2 separate regions of the Danio rerio genome follow, and region 1 is linked to region 2. Evidence: chromatin contacts called from public Micro-C data. All regions are on one chromosome and are shown on one strand. Each heading gives the region's core, a stretch centred on a gene start, on an enhancer-like site or on the middle of the called end of the contact. The rest is flanking DNA. Distances are from core to core; before and after follow the strand shown.

Region 1 (2,700 bases), core at 20-2,519, 120 kb after region 2:
TAGACAGACAGATATAGATAGATAGATAGATAGATAGATAGATAGATAGATAGATAGATAGATAGATAGATAGATAGATAGATAGATAGATAGATAGATAGATAGATAGATAGATAGATAGATAGATAGATAGATAGATAGATAGATAGATAGATAGATAGATAGATAGATAGATAGATGGACAATAAGTCTCTTTTTAAAAAATTTCTTACATTAAAATAGGATCCAACTCCCTCCCATGCAAAGTTAAACGTGCGCTGTGTGTTCGGTGTGTGTGTGTGTGTGTGTGTTTGTGCATGAACATTGTAATGACATTGTGTCTGACTCATCATTGCAGAAAGGCTTGAATAAACTCCACAACAGATACATCAAATAATTAATAACTGGTTATCTGGTTATCTGACACAGCCGGAGACTGAGGCACACTCTGACAGTCACGTGGGAAGGTTGGGCGGGGAGAACCAGCATTAAAGGCACAGGCAACAAAAACAGCAACATTGTGTTCAGAGCAGAAAACTCCAATATTCTTAAAGGTATAATGAATAATTTGATGAGTACTTTGAGCTGAAACTTTACAGAGACATTCTGAAGACACAAAAGACTTTGAAAAAGGGGTAAAATAGGTGCCCTTTAAAACATGTTCATATGCAAATATGAAATAACAGTTTTGTTTATATCGAAGTTATTTGTACTCAATTGTTGATTAGTCTCGAAATAGTTGTTAAATTTTTTGTACATTTCATTTAATAAAATGTATAGAGCCTATATAAATCATATTTTGACCTTGCTATTTTCTTACAATTTTTTTTTAATTACCCAAATACCATATCTGTGAGAAGAAAAAAATACCCAAACATCATATCTGTGAAATAAAATTTAATAATTCATGTGTGAACATTGACGTGAATTCAACATATAAAAATAATCAAACTTTAAATTTTAGAAAATACATGAATCTAAGTTAGATATTAATAGATATTTATTAAATCAGACACTGCCCAATAATTACCTTAGTGCACGATAATATACTGCTAAACCTTTATTTAGTATATTTCAAAGTCTAAGTACATAAATTGTTTCCCCCTCTTTGCATAACGGTCTTCTGCTGCATTTATGCTTGGCTAGCCAAACTGTAGTCACCACCACCATCATCATCATCATCACCATCATAACAGTTCAGTCGCGCGCTCGCCTGTCTCCTTGACACACCCTTAGCTATTGTTGGCACAGTAGGCGCGCGACAACCTTGACATTCCCACACGCGCGTTCAGTTGTACGGAGAAATTTTGTTCTGCGTGGATGCAAAACCTCCTCGGGAAGGAGTTAAAGACGGACAAGCGGCTACACTGCGGCTAAAAGAAGATGCACAGACGCCGAAGGCAGTGCAGGTAAACACGCACGCACGGCCATCGCGCATCCCCATATAGATGCCCACGGCACCGCACGCGCAGACACACTCCGCTCATCCACCTGTAATGACAGATCGCTGCCCAAAGCGGTGCATTGTCCCAGGAAACGGCGAGGAAAGTCCGCTTCGCGTGAGAGATGACTGAGTGAGTTGCGCGGATGTTGGAGACATGGAGAAACGGGCTCTTGTAACGGCGATCAGCTTGTCCATGAGCCTGCTCGCGCTCATGCTGCTGGTCACTGCGATCTTCACCGATCACTGGTACGAGACCGACACCAGGAGACACAAGGAGAACTGCGACCAGTACGGGTCCGAGTCCAACGACCAGAAGAACAGGGAGATGCCCATCTATCACCTGCCTCTGGTGGACAGCGGGAACGCGAAGCGCAACCTGGCGCTCATGAAGCCCATTCACGTTGGGAGTCGAGAGGAGGAACTGTTGGAGAACTGGAGGGCGATTTTGGGCATGGGCATTTTGGAGACGGAGTGCGGGCGCCCGCTTTTCTCCACCTATTCGGGACTATGGAGGAAATGCTACTTCCAGGGAATGGACAGGGATATTGACAAACTCATTTTGAAGGGTAAGGCTTAGGTGGAAAGTTCATTTCGATGCAAAATATACAGAGGAAAAAATGTGTGCTTAGTTGGGTGTGAAGCGGTTTAGTGCCAGCCAACAGAACTAAACGAAGTTCGAGACTTTTCTTTTTTCTACTACCCTAACACAAAAGAGTTCCCTGCGCTAAATCTAACGCACGTCCGAATGTCAAACAAATAATTCTCATGAGTCGACTCTAACAGCATTCAGCGCAACCAGAGTAGTTCCATTAGTTCCAAACGAATGATTGTAATGAGCTGGCTATGTAATAGTTGTTTTTGATGAATCAACACACCTACAGTAGCTATTAACCAATCAATAAATAAGACAGACAGGTTTTAACCTAAGGGTGTTGGGCAGGGGGTGGATCTGAGTAACAGGGGCCTTGGAGAGAGAGAGTGGGGGTCAGCATAATGATACCCTGCTACTGATAATCTATAACAATAATGTGGACATGCCGCTCTACCAAATGGCTGAACATATTTTTACTGTTTTAAATAATGACTGTTAAAGCAATTTAAAGAATGACTATTACACACAGCACAGTTGGTTTACAAAACAAATCAAATCAAACATAATCCTGTTGCACTACTACACTTGATTTTAGTTATATTGGAAAAACAAACAAACAAGAAAACATGTTAAATGAGAATCTGAAATATTTGATGGCATACTTCAACAAATAACACTGATTAAG
Region 2 (2,700 bases), core at 80-2,579:
GAAAAAACAGAAAAGAATAAGATTATATAAAAATGCAGTGCAAATATGAATATAATTAAACAAATATAATATTTCACTTTTTATTAAATAAAATTACATTTTTACTACTTTTTTACTATTATTAATATATAGAATTATATACGATGTCAACGGCAATAATAATGTTACATATATTTAAAATTTACTTTATATACCTTATAAATAATATAAAACACAAAAATAACTGAAATTAAATTACTACTTAAAATATTTTTGTAAAATGAAAAATCATATAATTTACTTATATAAAATGCATTTTCAAATATGCATACAATTAAATGTTTCACTTTTTATTAAATAAAATTTATTTTGTACAATTTTACTATTATTACTACATAGAATTATATGCAATATTAATAGAAATTGAAATATGTAACACATATTTAATATTTACTTTATATACCTTGTAATCAACATGATACACAATAATAAGTAAATAAATAATAAATAAATAATACAAAACTAAAAAAATAAGATAATTATATAAAATGTGCAAATATGCATATAATAATATTTCACTCTTTATTAAATAAAATTAATTTTGTTACTAATATTTTAATATTAGTACTTAACAGCAGTATAATGCATATTTCGGATTTACTTTATCTGCCTAATACTTATTATAATAAACAATATTAAGTATAACTGTGAAATTAAATAACTAATTAAATACAAATATTTAAACACACACACACACACACACACACACACACACACACACACACACACACACACACACACACACACACACACACACACACACACACACACACACACACACACACACACAATTACAAGAAAATAGCATTGCAGTTCACTAATTGTATTGACTAAAATGAAGCAATACTGGAAAATCTTTCTTGTCCTTTGGTACAGGAACAGCAGGGGGCATCGTGGACTGTCTCTCTGTTGACGCAGAGTGTTCAGATGGGCTTATTCCATTACCTGCAAATAAGAAAGCATATATGCACAGTTCAGTCACAAGGTTTTGTTAAGAAAGCTTAAAAGATATTTTAAACAGGTATACAGGGGGGACACACACCTAAGGAAGTGTGCTTTATGCCTGCAATTACATTAGAAGGTCAGCATTATCAGCATTGTTTCCTAAGCTACTGTTGTGATTTGCACACTAAGACACAATAGAAGCTAGTCAAGCGTGTGAATCAAAAAACACGACTGTGACAATGACTGACAGCAGAACAAAGATCTGACAAGGGAAAGATGACAGGGGTGGAGTGGGTGTTTTATGATGTCTTCAAGAGGGCGTATGACATTTCACATGCCAACACCGCTTCTCTTCAAGAGGGCGAGAGAAAAGAATGGCATGTGATCTCACTAGCGACTAACTAGAGGCACGAACACTAGGATGGTCTGGAAATGGGTTTAGGGCAGGGGTTTAAGCGTTATTACAGGGCAGACCCTCCAGTATCTTGTGATCGAAGGATTTAACGAAATCAAAGAAATGTCATTAAATTTAGAGGAGATTGACATTTTTTTTAATTGCTGTGCAGCATTGGCACTCACAATGCATTGCTTAGAGCTCCAATCTGATTCGTTACTCGTTCGTTGTTTTTAGATGTGGCCAATAATACATTTCCAGTTTGAACTGATCTACACAACGAGGACTTTTACTAAGCAAAGTGCTGTATGTCCGACAGATTGAAATATTCATGTATCTTTCTCTATTTATCCCTTTTAATGCACTTTAATTCTTTTTTATACTCCGCTTTTAATTATTTTATTTAAAGCACTTTGAATTACCATTGTGTATAAAATGTGTAATATAAATAAAATTGGCTTACATACTCCATGTGTAAATGTAAATAAAGCATGCCAGCAGGTTAAGTTAGGTCTCCACAGACTTCAGTGTGTATTTGACAAGCTATGAATTGCTTGATTTGCTGGAACTAGTATCGATGTGTTTCATTTTCTAAAATCTCAAATAAATGTTCTGTGATAAAACACTGACAACGGTGTATTTGGCTTGATGGCAAAGTGCAATTTATCCAAAATAAATAATGTTATAATATATAATAGAGTGTTGTGGTAACGCATTACAAGTAACTTGAGTCACGTAATTACAGTATATTACTTTTCCAGGTAAAAAATAAGTAATAATATTTGAGTCACTTTTTTGAAAATGTAATGTGAGTTACTGTTTAGATTAGACTTTTTTGAATGCATTGAAGAAAAAGAAAAGGGATAGTCTCAATGGACAGTGATTTTACTTAAGACAAATACACAAGTAGCAAACATCTTACTTTAAACTTTCACTAATCTGTAAATACATCATGTAAAGCCAGGAAGTTCTCAGATAACACTATCCTAAAATATTATTTTGCTGTGTTTTTTATAAAGTTAAATGCAGGTGTATGTTATAAAGTGCATTGTTAATTGCAGAACACTTCTAATAAAAAAATAAGTCCTGAAAGAGATCAAGCTTCAGCTCAGCCAGATAATAAATAAATAAATAAATATTAATTTTTTTATTTACAATTTTTTAATACTACCTACAGCCATATACTCTATACAATGTATTGCAGAACTTCTTTTTCTCCATAATTTAGATTCTTATTGTTATTATTATTTTTAAGGTCACAAATGGTTGAGTAAGCATTTCACTATGTATCTTATTGTGTATGACAATTTAAATTTGAAGTC

The links. Hi-C and Micro-C count contacts between places; a contact is called where the count stands out from the background.
Region 1: a Micro-C map of caudal fin shows a contact between it and region 2, with 4 times the contacts expected there. The contact joins the promoter of tmem178a here to the enhancer-like site in region 2. A contact is called at or near these places in 2 of 18 Hi-C or Micro-C datasets (caudal fin and an unstated tissue).

Annotation. Positions count from the first base shown.
Region 1 is chr11:32,749,034-32,751,733 of GRCz12tu, forward strand. It overlaps tmem178a (transmembrane protein 178a), which reads left to right and starts at 1,270. Exons shown (of 4, transcript NM_001076640.1): 1 at 1,270-1,989. The coding sequence starts at 1,578.
Region 2 is chr11:32,627,757-32,630,456 of GRCz12tu, forward strand. It overlaps map4k3a (mitogen-activated protein kinase kinase kinase kinase 3a), which reads right to left. Exons shown (of 33, transcript XM_073916889.1): 20 at 887-984. Among named protein-coding and RNA genes, the nearest start is that of pecr, 28 kb to the left of the region's middle. Within about 2 kb of position 1,330, at least 2 of the 62 cell types and tissues checked have an H3K27ac peak or open chromatin away from gene starts, as enhancers often do. A contact at or near this core is called in caudal fin, where this site is marked.